Linked DNA regions of Arachis hypogaea: region 1 is linked to region 2. The links are chromatin contacts, called in public Hi-C maps. All regions are on one chromosome and are shown on one strand. Each heading gives the region's core, a stretch centred on a gene start, on an enhancer-like site or on the middle of the called end of the contact. The rest is flanking DNA. Distances are from core to core; before and after follow the strand shown.

Region 1 (4,272 bases), core at 5-2,504, 49 kb before region 2:
TTCATTTTTAGTGATAATTTATTTTGTCTTTTCTGACAACAAAAATATTTGTTAATACATACATTTATTGCCTACAATTAAAAAAGTTTTGTGATAATTTATTTTAATGTAGATATTTTCATGTGAATATAATATTATGAACCATCAGATAATTTGATATATTTGACTAAACCTATTTGACTAAATTATCTAACAGTTCACAATATTATTTTCACATAAAGATGTCTTTATAAAAGTAACCACTTTATATAATAATCATCGGTAAAGATCAATGAGTCTATTAAAAAATTTCCTCAAGAAGTCAAGAACTTACTAAATAATTTTTTCACAGACTCCTTATAAATTCATCATCACAAAAATGTTTTAGATATATATCTACTCATCTATTACACAAGAATTAAATTTGATTCTCTACCTTCTTTTACCATCTCAATAATGTGTCACACAAATAAATACAAGCCAGATCGCAGCCTTCTAACTAAACTGCCTAACCTGCCTATTTTCACCCCCCATGAGTAAAATATGGACAAAGTAAAATTAATCTCAATGAGAGGAAAGTGCATGAAAAAGAAATAAATTAATTAAAGAAGAAAAAAAAAGCTAATAATAATAATAAAAGGCCTGAAATATTCTGAAGATCATATTCTCTTGATTGTGCTACCCACTTTCCACGTGATTCCACGTATGCCATCTACCATATACACACTCATCATGCATGGTACAAATTTATTTACAATATACTTTTATTATTTTAAAAATTATTTTTAATATGAAATTAGAGATGGTATTTTGATTGAATATTGATATTTGATGTATATTACAGTATTGTGAAAATCATTCAACAAGCTCCTCACGTGTTGGCCAATATGCTGCCACGTGTCCAATACGTCCTCCACGTGTTGGCCAGGATGCTGTCACATGTCCAGCACACTCCCCACGTATTGACTTCTCTCCTACAAAATTCACACATCTATAATTACACCGAATAATCCCATTCAAAAAAAAATACCAATATTTTTTTCATATAAAAAAAATCAGCCTTATTATTTACTACACTTTAATTTAATTTAATTTTTTACCCCATCTTGAAAAGGGAGCTAGGGTGACTCATGAACTTTCTCTTGGTCAACGCATGAGCCAAAATTTGAGATGCAAAATTAAATTTAACTTTGATTATTATTATATTCATATAATTATTGCCTCAAAGTCTTTCATCTCTTGCCTAATAAATAAATGAATTAGTCCCCACAAAGCACCCCCTATCACCTATATTCAATCATAAACCCTCTTATTCCTTCACACCCTCCTACAAGTAATTAATTCAATTCCTATCATCATCATTTCCTACACTTACTTTTGTTGTTATATATATTATTATATCAAATAGCATTTTTTTCACCCATCAAATTAATTAAAGTATATGCCCCATAATTTATGTGATCATGAACTTTGATCATGGTGTCTCCAACACAAGCCTTCAACTTGGTCTTGCTCTTGGAATTGGCTTCCATCATCAAGAGAAGAATTGCATGAAGAAAAAGGAGGATGATCCATCAAGAAAATGCAATAATAAGGCATACCCATCTCTTACATTAGGACCAGCAATAATTGATGATGATAATCATAATAATCAAGCTTCAAAGATTATTGAAGACTCTAATTCTTCTCCAAGTGCAGTGTCATCGTTTTCCAACTCTTCTATCATAATCAAGAAGGAGAAAGATCAATTCTTGGTTGAAGAATTTGAGGTTGAGATTGATGAGAAGGCTCCATCATCATCAAGGGATGAAGATGGTAACAACACAAAAAGGAAGAAACTTAGGCTCTCAAAAGAACAATCTATAATCTTGGAGGAAAGCTTCAAGAACTATTCTAATCCCAATCCGGTAATTAATTAAATGCCTTATAACATTACTCCATTTATCTATTTTTCTTTTATGTACCATATTATTCTTTACTTATTTATTTATTTATTAGAGAAAATGACAAATAGGTCCCTGACCTTTTGTCCCGCGGACATTTTTGTTTTTGACCATTGAAAAATACTTTTAAGTTCCTGACCTTCACAAAACTTGGACAGATCAGTTCCTAACGGAGACATTTAGACGGATTAGTCCCTGACGGAGGCATTTGGACGAAGGGACTAATCCGTCCAAGTTTGTGAAGGTCAGGGACTTAAAAGTATTTTTCAATGGTCAGAGACAAAAATATTCGCGGGACAAAAAGTCATAGACCTATTTGTCCTTTTCTCTATATTATGTATATGTTAGCATTTTATTATTATTACAGAAAAAATAAAGACTATTATCCTCCTCATCAATCTAATCTTTCAATTAGTTATTAAAACCTAATCTTCTCTAACTAATATTTTCTCTAAAAGTAAAACTCAGTTTATTAATTATCAGAAGATAGAAACTTAGTTGCAGTTAATTTTACAGAAAGTTTATTGCTGAAAATTATTAAATAATTTGATAAATTTGACTAAATTATTATGTAAAGTCTCTCAACTATCAACTTTACATGAAGTTAATTACACTCGAATTTTCACCTGATAAGAATCATATATAATCTAATAACACCCTTCTCTTTTTTTTTTCTTTTTTTTTTTTTTTTGCCCTTTTGATATCTTCTATAATAAATTGATCACTTTTTCTGATCAGAAGCAAAAGCAAGAATTGGCAACACACTTGCATCTGCTGCCGAGACAAGTGGAGGTATGGTTCCAGAACAGGAGAGCCAGGTATGGTTCCCAGAATAATATGCTTCCATATTCTCTTAAGAGAAATTTAATTAATTACTTAAAAAAAAATGTAATTTTTAGAGATATTAGCTAGTAAATATTTTTATTATTTTTATGAAACTGTTTTTTTTTAAATATAATTAAACCATTGTTTTCATTAAAAAGATTTTATTTGGGAGCTAAAAGATAATTATTGAATCCTTTAAAGCATGAAACAAATTTTATAAATTTATCATTACTTAGTTGAAAAGTACTCGGTTTTAAGCATTTCTTTTTAACTTTTTCACTTTTTTACTGGAAAAGTTTGTTCACCAATATGAACGTGAATATAACTGGAATAGCACTAGCAAAAAGATTTTTATGTTTAGAGATGGGTATTATTTTTTGGTTTCCCTAACATGAATTTAATTTTTGGAATATTTTCAAGTGTACCATCATACCAATATCGTTGATCTTAATTATATATATATATATATATATATATATATATATATATATATATATATATATTTTATAATTAAAATCAACGATTAAAAATTACTTAAACACCGATATGACGGCACATTTGAAAATTTTTCTTAATTTTTACACCCTCACATATAGCAGAGTAAAAACTTGAAAGAATTTTATACGGATAATCAATCATATATTCATATATTAACAAAAATAATTAATTTTAAAATTTATTACTTAAAAAATTATTTAAACATGAGTTTGTTTAAATGATTATATAAAAAAATTTACACTATTAATATATTAAAATTAAAAACTTAAATATATATAAAATTTATTTTTTAAAATTTTATTCAAGACTTACTTTATTCTTAATCAGATTAAAACTCTTATATTTTTATGAGTAAATATTCTTTTCGATCTCTAATAATTTATTTAAAAGACAAATTATCACTCTATAATTTAAAAATTTCTAATCAGTCTCTATTCATTTAAATAATTGATTTAATAAGTAGTCTCTATTAGTAGTCACAAAAATTCCTATAAATAATAACATGTTGACGTGTTAGAAACTGGTTAGGCCAATAACAGAAATCAATTAAATTAATTATTTAAATAATTAAAAAATAATTAAAAAATTTTAAATTATGAAAAGACGCTATATTCTTTAAAAAATGTCAAGAATTGAAAAGAAAAGTTACTCTATTTTAATTTATTTTAATATATTATATTTGATGGTCACAGGACAAAGCTGAAACAAACAGAATCAGATTGTGAGTTCCTGAAGAAGTGCTACGAAAGTCTAACAGAAGAGAATAAGAGGCTCCAAAACGAGCTTCAAGAACTCAAATCAATGCAAACAACACCACCCTTTTCCATGCAAATTCCACCAACAACTCTTACTATATGCCCTTCTTGTGAGAAAATTTGGTCTAATAATAATAATAATAATAATAATAATGGGGAATTATTGCTTATAAGTTCAAAAACTCATCAACACCATAATCATTTCTACAAAAATAATGGATATCCATTATTCAAACACTCATCATCCGCAACATGCTAGCTTTACATATAGA
Region 2 (3,999 bases), core at 966-3,465:
AAATGATTTTGTAAGTATCACACTGTTGTTTAGGCATTGTCAACAAAATATCACCTAACTATCTATATATGCATGGTAATGGTGATGACGAGTACAAGAACGTAGGACAATTACATTTCTAAAATCTATTGTTATTAGAGTTAAAGAACTTAAGTCCTAATATAAAAGATTTTTCATCTTATGCTAATTCTTGAACGAAATTCTAGAATGGAAGAAATAGTTCCATAACTCTAGCTAACATAACATATACATAACTAATCATGGATGCAAGAAAGAGGTGCAAAACCTCGGGTTATTTAAGAATAATTTAATTTGATTTAAATATTTATTGATATTGTTAAACTTTTAATACTATTATATAATTAATAATATCAATTCTCTTATTTTACTAACAATCATTTCAACTTATTTACCTAAATGTGAAACTTATAATTGCAAAAATAATAATCTTGAGTGAATTTCTCAAAATTAAAATAAATATATATACGGCATGATGAGACGGTAGATTATTTATTTTTTGGTTATTATATTGGTGATGAATTTTATGAATTTATTTTTATTATTCTTAATTTAACATGTACTAGTCCCAATATAAATTAGAAATTAGGAGATAAATTGATAGTGGAGGGTTGTCAAGTTGACGTGAGTGGTTACGGTGTCTGTACCCTTCTCATGTTTTCACTCTATAAAGTCTGGATATGGGCCATCATATTATCCCATTTGATAGCTATTTAAGTAATAATTTAACCGCTGGAGATGTGGAGTGGTGAGCTAACTCGTCCGTCAAGATTTGAATTTATGATCTGTATTTAATAATTTATTGGCCAATAATAAATTTTTAAATAAAACTCAAATTCACGACGAACCAATTTTTAACTTGTCGAGTTGAGAAATATTATAAAAAATAAAAAAATAATTAATAATTAAACCTTCCCTTCACGGCTTCACATCATATATATAATCTTTCTTTTTATTATGTTTAGCAACAAAAATCTCCATTGCAAGGTTTACTTTCCAGTTTTGAACCTAAACAAACACTACGTTAGATATAATATTTTTAGTGTAAGCAGTTTCATAATATAATATTAAAAATTATATGACAAAAATTAGAATTTGACTTCTCTATCTTGACCTCTAAAACAAATTTCAACATAAAAAACACTATAGAAAAAGTTTTGGTGTCAATACTTTTTAACTAACAAAGTAGTCAATAATTGATAACTAACAAATTATCTAAAATTAAAAGAATTAAAACATAAAAAAATCAACTTAAAAAATATTTAAAAGAAAAATAAAACTAATTTAGAATATAAAATGTATAATTTAGAATTTAAAATTTAAAATTTTTTATTTAAAACTTAAGATGACGGACAATAATTAGCTGATAGTAGTGATAGGTAATGGTGGGTAAAATTGTAACGATGAGAAGAAAAAGAAAAAAGAAAAAAGAGATAAAAAAATAATTTTATAATTCAATTACTTATAATTCAAATAACTGTAGTATATGCGATAAATAATTCGATATTTTATTATTGTTATAAGTTTATGTGAAGAAAAAACATGATTACTATATATTTTTGTGATTGATAAAATTTTTGAAATATACATATAAGTTCATGAGTTATGTTAGAATTTAGGACGAGATTTAATATTTATGATATTTTATTTATTATTTTATTAAAAAAAATTTTTAAGAATTTAATTTAGAAATTATCTTATTAATTAGGGTTTTAGCTTATTTTTTATGAGTCCTTGTTATGCACAAATGTATGTGTCTTTTTTTTATTGGATTATGCTACGTATATATTAAAATTAGTCACCAGTTAGAATATAAATACACATTACGAAAATAAATTAAACTACATATATATAATATATTTATACACAAATACATTAATAATTGATTTTAGTGGCTAATTTTAATATACGAATAATATTTTTGTTTTTGGTTTGTTAAGCTTGCACAATTATATTTGATTAATAAAAAAATTTGAGTTTAAGTTCTAATCTTTATAAGCATTTTTTTTTTTTTAATTCTTGTTGATGTGTGATCGATATGAATTTTCATTAGTGATATCTTTAAATTTTTTAAGTGGAACTTTTTTTTTTAAGGTTTTGCCTCTTTTTAGAACAATCGGTATATTGTAGCTTTTTTTTTGGACGGTAGTACGTTGTATCTTATTTGCGACATTTAATATTATGTCCAGTGGATTCAAGTTTGGGCTTATCCATGGTGGCCCATTAAGTTTAAAAGAATTTCTCTAATTAAATAGATTGGTCTATCTTTACTAATCCACTTAAATAAGTATTAAAGGTTCAAATCTTGATTTATTGGCCAACAACAAATTTTTAAATAAAAATTTGAGATAAATTAATCATTGATCTTCTGAAATAGAAAATACCTAAAAAAAAATCTCCTCTAACAAATATTTATATATATTCTGATTGTAGTGGGATTTTTGGTAATTTTATTTCTTGTTTTAGGGTCTCTTTAGGACAAATAATAATAATAATAATAATAATAATAATAATAATAATAATAATAATAATAATAATAATAATAATAATAATTATATTATTATTATTATTATTATTATTATTATTATTATTATTAGCAGAAGAAGTGAACAAACAAAGTGTGACAAAAAATTTATGATCAAATTTTCTTATGAACTATGAAGTGTGAATATTTGTTTATAACTTTACATTAAGCAAACTTTCCTTCAGTATAATTTATTTTGCTGGAACTACTACCATATAATAATCATTCAACAAAGAAAGAAAAGTCAAGCAATAATGTTTTTTATATGTATGATATTTTTTTTTTTTTTACTAAAGATAGGAGACTCGAATCCGTAACCTCTTAATTGAGTATGGAAAGATTATGCCATTTGAGCTATAACTCATTGGCTATATGTATGATACTTGATACAATGAGGATAGTATATATTAATGGAATAAAAACTACTATCTTAGCAACCGAAAATAATTTATTATTAACAAAATATTTGAAGTAACAGATTTAGAAAACGAAAAAAGATTTAGCGGTGAGAGATTTAAATTAAGTCTTACATTTAAATTTTATTGTTTTATTTTTAAAGTCTTGCCTTTTTTCTAGAACCAAATATGTATGAATAATGTATTAATGTTTTCGTTTGATCTAGAGGTAATTTTAGAAATTTAATATTAATTATCACCACAATATTAATATTTATTATATTTTATTTGTTAATATTCAACTATGTCGTCTATTATATATATATATATATATTATTGTGTTAATTAATATTTTAAAATTAATTCTTTGTAAAAAATCATAATGTAATTTTTAAAATAATAGCCAAACATAATATATTCGAGTTAATTTTTTTTAACACACAACTAGGAATTTTATATGAATTATTTTAAAATTTATTATATATAAAAATTGAAAAAAAAATTGTTTAGTGCAAATTTAGTATTTTTTGTTCTTTAATTTTAAATATCTTTATTACATTACTAAAACTATCACTTTATCATAAAACTAATTTAGAGTATAAAATTTAAAATTTAAGATTTATAATTTAAAATTTATGGTGAGGGACAACTGGTGGCTGACATTAGTACTAGACTACCAGTGGTGGGTAAAATTGTAGTGCTGAAAATTAAAGAAGAAAAAAGAAAAAGAAAATAAAAGAATAATTTTTAAAAAATGTGGTTCTTATCTTTTTATTGCATTCTTTTTGTCAATCCAATACTGTTGACTAAATTGTTGGTTGAATGGTGGTTCTCTAATATTATTGTATTAATTTTTTTTTGGACACAAACTTTCATCTATACGTGTATATTCATCCACTCATCTTGTTCCTTTTTTCCTTTAATTTTGTTGATTGTATTATAGAATTAATATTTTTTAGTCGAATATAAACAATAATACTTTCTATGTTTAACTTTACAATCAAAGATGAGCTTAATTAATTTTATATGTATTTTAACTGTAACAAAATTAACATTTAATTG

The links. Hi-C and Micro-C count contacts between places; a contact is called where the count stands out from the background.
Region 1: a Hi-C map of an unstated tissue shows a contact between it and region 2, with 2.1 times the contacts expected there. The contact joins the promoter of LOC112755996 here to the enhancer-like site in region 2. A contact is called at or near these places in 3 of 8 Hi-C or Micro-C datasets (leaf and an unstated tissue).

The regions. Positions count from the first base shown.
Region 1 is chr6:115,119,986-115,124,257 of arahy.Tifrunner.gnm2.J5K5, reverse strand. LOC112755996 reads left to right here and starts at 1,254. Exons shown (of 3, transcript XM_025804372.3): 1 at 1,254-1,886; 2 at 2,661-2,740; 3 at 3,938-4,272. The coding sequence starts at 1,443. The coding sequence ends at 4,259.
Region 2 is chr6:115,072,142-115,076,140 of arahy.Tifrunner.gnm2.J5K5, reverse strand. No RefSeq gene overlaps it. Among protein-coding and RNA genes, the nearest start is that of LOC112755994, 23 kb to the right of the region's middle. Within about 2 kb of position 2,215, at least 1 of the 3 cell types and tissues checked has open chromatin away from gene starts, as enhancers often do.